2 separate regions of the Drosophila melanogaster genome follow, and region 1 is linked to region 2. The links are chromatin contacts, called in public Hi-C maps. All regions are on one chromosome and are shown on one strand. The core of a region is the stretch at or near the end of the contact, and the rest is flanking DNA. Distances in the headings are between cores, read along the strand shown.

Region 1 (2,714 bases), core at 55-2,554, 210 kb after region 2:
AAACCAAGTACGACCTTCTTTTTTCAAATCGAATAAAGATCTTTGCTAATATTGTAAAAAACAAATTGATTTTTCAAGCAAATGAAAACCAAAACGTATAGCTAAATATTATTATAAAACTTACATAAAACAGAAACAAAACTCGTATATATATATATATAAATATAAATATCAGCCTTGTTCTTTATATATATATTTGAAAAACCAAAAAAATGAAAAACCATACAAAATATTAATAAATTATTAACAACTATGAAAAAATTGATACAAAAAAAAAAAATACATAAAAAATATTTAGCGAAAATATTGTATTGTGAGTTTAAATGTATTGTTGCATACGAAACCAAAGAAATGACATAACAAATCGGTACACCTAAGTTAAATATAAATCTAAATGGCAATACCAACCGATTGGCAAAACAAAAAGAAAAAAAAACATAATATCATCTGATAATATCATATCAGATCGGATCAAAGCAGATCAGAGGAAATTCGAAACAGAATGAAAGGTGAACCATTTTTTCACAGACAGCCACCAGCGATAAGAACTAACGAAGTTGAATTCAATTAATTTACCAGACAGTTTATTTCCAATATAATTCAATATTAGCAGATGGGCTCGCCCGCCCGCAAGACAAATTATACAATTTGATAACGATAATATTTTCATGCGATCACGATCGAGGAGGAAAGCACAAACGATATGCCCTGCAATGCAAACGGGGAAAAGAGCAACAAATTGCAGTTTTCAGCAGGCGACAAATTATAATAATACAATACGAATAATAAATAAAAACTTTAACAATTGTTTTGTGTAATTGTAAAGAAGTGGAGTTCTTTTCACCGCCAGTGGGATGAATGGGATGTTTATGTGATGATGGTGAAATGGGTAAGTATTTATAATATGTTACAGATTGGACAAGATTCTTAGTAGTTTCTTATAATATCCATAAAAATGAAGTCAAACATATTTAGTAGAGTATAATATATTCGTTGTAGCCGCATTTAGTGCGCTTGGCTTATCAGCGACCTCTCTGTTCGACTGATCTTTTGCAATAAGTGGCTGACCCCTCAGATAGCAGACAACGTGGCGATAGGCTGTGTTAAAAACCCAAACACGACCAAATATTTACAAATCCAACTTTTAGATAAAACAGACAAACAGCAAGGATCTCAGTTTTCACTCGATTCAAGCGTTTTTACCTGGTGAAGAAATCGAAAAAGATTAAGATGGATTTCAATTTGCGACTGAGACACCCTGTATGAGCACAGCCGTTGATTGGATTGGATTCACTGACACTTATTTAGTTGTTTTCCGGCCGAGCAACTTGAAGGTTGTACAATGCGATCTCTGTGCTTCGTTTTGCTGTTCGTTTGGTTTTTCTACCAAAACGAAGCTAAGTCTAAGGTTTCCTGTAAGGATGAAGCTGGAAACGATGTAGATTGGTAAGTATTTCGATTAACAGATCAAACAATAAATAGTTTAGTTCTTAAAACATTACTAAATGTGCTTATTAGAAAAGTTACTTATAAATATTGGCCTTTCACATACTTTTTCATTTATCTGCAGTCGCTGTTTGCATATCATTAACAATTTGCAAACACAACGTATTTTAGTTATTTATATACACTGCTGTATTGAGATTATTCTAAAAGAGGCGATAAACAAATTGAATATGATGAGTTCAAGTTCAAGCGGAAAAATTGATAATAATTGTACAATACTGTGTGACAAGAAATTAAAAAGTAATTAGTGTGTTATTTTGTTTCCTAAAATGAGAGATTTAAATCAAAGTTGTTTGCTACAAACAAACTTAATCAATTTGATAACAATAACATCATTTTTAATACTTTTCCATTTCCAAAAATAGATTAAATGGTAATTATTTTTTTTTTTTAATATCTTAAAAACAAATTTCCAAAGATTGAGGGGTTTTCTCGATGAGATAAACATGTTTTTAATTTATTTAATAATTTTTTTTCAAATATTCCTTTATAATTTTAGGTGGCACCTTTACAAACTGCCCAAGCACTACCAGCACAACGATTTGGGCAAGGACACCAGTGGCTTGAAGTACCTGTACGTGACCAGCCAGAACTATGACACCTGGCAGATGTCGGGAAAGTTCATTAGTGATCCCCTATCGCTGCCTGCCCAGACCCTTAACCCCTTGAACGACGATCCCAGCCACACTCTGCTGGCCGCCTACAACGATCAACAGCCGAATGGCACGGTTTTCAGCAGCGGTGGTCATGCCAAAGGAGTGGTGGCCAGTGATGGGGAGACGGCTATTTGGATTGTCCACTCGGTGCCCAAATTTCCAACAATTCCGGACTACAGCTATCCCACATCCGGCGAGCAGTACGCACAGAGCATGCTCTGCGTCACACTGAAGGGCGAGGATTTGGAGAAGGTTGGTCAGATTCTGGTGTACAATGAACCGCACTTCTACTATCAACGCAACCCGCTGGCCACTCGCTCCGATGAGCTGTTCCCGAGCCTGGAAAGGGCTCTGCATGGTCAGTGGCGGACGGAATCACCGTTCCAGAAGGACTTGGAGGTGCGCAGCTTGGACGGCAAGAAGTTCCGGCTGTTTGGCAAGAGTGGACGCGCCAATGTGGAGCTGTACGCCGATGTGGTCGCACCCACTCTGGATGTCAGTCTTTTTGTGGAGGCGTGGCGCGACGGTGCCGGCAACTTACCGAATAGCTGC
Region 2 (2,700 bases), core at 150-2,649:
GTAAGCTTGCAAAGCCTTAAGCAGTATACCGAAGTCCTCGTCCGGCGTCCAACTGGTGCTGGAAACCAGCACGGCTTGTCGCTGTGGTCTGTACTGCACAACACCGCTGGCCAGCTTTTGGGTAAGAGCGGTGGCCTCCAGAACATCGGATTGTTCGGCGTCCTTGGCCTGGAACTGTGGGTAGTCTTTGGCCAGCTTCAGGTACAGCTCGTGCTTGTGAGTCAAGTCGATGGGATGGAATTGCGCGGGCGCACGATCATACAGAACTTTGACAGGCCTGAAAGATGAGTCGCGGCTGAGTTATTTACTTCGTTTAGATGGATGTGATGAGGACTTACCCAATGCCCCAGTTTTGCTGCAGATCCTCTTGCATGGCCCGCGTCACACAGAAGTGTGTGTGTGCCTTGGAGCCGAAGTATCGCTCCAGTCGCCTAACCAATCGTATTAGAGGACTCTGCTCTCCCTTCGACATTCCCAATGCCAGCACTGTGTACGTGTAGTTGTGCCAATCGATGGCCAGCTTGGTTCGTGTGACCGCACAGTACAGATAGCACACAATCAGCGTGGGAATGCCGGGCGGATTCTGGACGAGTAGGAAGCTGGGACGGCCAATGGAGATGAGAGCCATCAGCAGACTGAGCGTCTGCCAAAAGGCCTTGAAGAGCAGGCGCAGTTTGGGTGTTAGGTTCGTCACTGGGACGGCAGTTAGCTCGTGGATTCGGCAACGTGGATGTTGAGTCAGTTCCTCCAGCGGCCTCGTCTCCAGATACCCAATCATGTCCACGTGGTAGTTCTCCTCGAGAAGACTCTGGGCATGGTACTGCATGCGCGGACTGCGTCCAATGTCGCCCAGCACGATGACGCAGGCGTTGCGCTTCTTGGGCAGCACTTCCGCCATCGCTGGGCAAGAAAAATAAGCGCTTTATCTGCGATCAAAGGGAATTGCGCGTTTTGTTTGTGATTCGGTTGAATCCTGTGGAATAGTGGGACCGTACTCAGCCGCTGCAAAATGCCTCGGAACTCTGCTATTATGGCGCTATGTTAGGGTGGTTCATTTCAACATTTATTTACTACCTGTTTTAAAAATTTGGGTATTTTATCATTTTATCCATCTATTCTATTTCATTTAATTTTTTAAGATGAGTAATCAGAATTCTTAGATTTATATGAGCGAATATATATACTGTTTAGATTTCAAAGTATGAAGTGATAAAATAGCATAATTTTAAGCTACATTTTTTCTCTAACATTGCATTTACATTTCTTAACAGTACTGTAAAATAAAATGAGTGCGGTTAACAGGGAAATAACTTAACAGTTGCCGAGTGACCGTACCTGCTTTGCGTATGTATGATCTTAATTGCAGTAAACGTGACTGGTCACACCACACCGCTCAAACTGAATTCTCCATTCAAATTCGGATTCGTATGGACGTAACGTCGCGGCTCGTGAGTGCGGCACTTTTCTAGCGGGACTTCAAGCTCAGTGTGTGTGTGTGCGCGACAGTGCGTCGGTGTGTGTGAGTGTTTACCCACAAAGCTGTGCTACAATTTTCGCAGCAACTAATGCTCAGGTAGAGGAAATATTATTAAATATACTAGTTGGTGATGAAAAACAAATAATTGAAACAAAGTTTATGACTGCTTAAACGGGAGAATTGCCGGTGAGTAAAATCAGGAAAAGCACTCCAACTGCCGTTATTTTACGCATTTTCGCCGGCACAACAAGCCGGCTTTCCACCCTCCAGTTGGCGCCTGTCTGGATGTCAATGTGTGGGTGGCTCTATCGTTGTCCGCGTGTGTGTGTATCTGTGTCTGTGTGTGGGGGTATTTCGAGCCATCGAATTTCGATGAAGTGGAAATGCAAATTTCGTACACCACATACTACAATTTCCCGAGCTCCTGCTGGCTTTGTTCTCCATTTATGCATTTTTATGCGCGTAGTATTTTTCCTCTCTAGTGCCATCGTCAAATTTGTCACCCGGCTGTCTGAGATTATAACTAGGTGTACAGATGCGGTAGAAATATTAATATCGTTTACAGATTTTTATACGCGTATGAATAAGCAATAAAGAGGATACTATAACCTTTAAGGCCATCAAATATCCTTAAAGATATTATTTGCAAATGTCAAAGGAATGTCAAAGATACTATTATTGTATGTAATTGCTCTTAAAGATCACAAAGACTGAAGTATGATAATCTTAACAGCTACTTTTAATATTAAGAATTTCCCATTAAGGAAGTAAACAATTATAGAAATTTACTTATTTGACTTATAGCTATCAAACAAATATGCCGATCCAGATTTATTGCTTTTGAATATGATTTTCCGCATGATATAGATATTGTATTATTCTGAACCCAGCTGTGAGTGTGCTCCACGTAGTTTATCCCATTATGCTCGTCTGCAATTTCTGATCCAGACGCGATACGCTCCGCGCATCGTCCTTCTGCTCCTGCGTCCTACGTCCTTCGCAGAAGGCAGATAGCCAAGCCAGCGGGCCACCCCCAAACGGTGGGCGGTGAACGCGGGGTGGTGGTTGCACTGCTGCTCGGATGGTTGGGTGGTTTTTGGTGGGTGGCTGTATTTTCCTGGGGTTGGCCCGCAAGTTTCCACTCTTGATTTTTGATTTCAGTCCGACTTTTTATGGCGCTGCAGAAGTTTTCGCTCTGCCGTTGCCCTTTTGCGCTCTTTTTC

The links. A called contact is a pair of places that touch in the nucleus more often than the background predicts.
Region 1: a Hi-C map of the Kc167 cell line shows a contact between it and region 2, with 1.9 times the contacts expected there. The contact joins the promoter of DNaseII here to the promoter of tinc in region 2. A contact is called at or near these places in 13 of 107 Hi-C or Micro-C datasets (the Clone 8 cell line, the D17-c3 cell line, the Kc167 cell line and 4 more) and 1 of 6 datasets of contacts at active chromatin or transcription factors (the Kc167 cell line).

The regions. Positions count from the first base shown.
Region 1 is chr3R:18,018,071-18,020,784 of dm6, forward strand. It overlaps DNaseII (Deoxyribonuclease II), which reads left to right and starts at 1,305. Exons shown (of 2, transcript NM_142415.3): 1 at 1,305-1,446; 2 at 2,006-2,714. The coding sequence starts at 1,343. cpo (couch potato) reads left to right here. Exons shown (of 11, transcript NM_001014631.3): 11 at 1-822.
Region 2 is chr3R:17,810,142-17,812,841 of dm6, forward strand. It overlaps tinc (tincar), which reads left to right and starts at 1,400. Exons shown (of 10, transcript NM_176511.3): 1 at 1,400-1,663. Alg1 (ALG1, chitobiosyldiphosphodolichol beta-mannosyltransferase) reads right to left here and starts at 993. Exons shown (of 3, transcript NM_142405.3): 1 at 339-993; 2 at 1-277. The coding sequence starts at 898.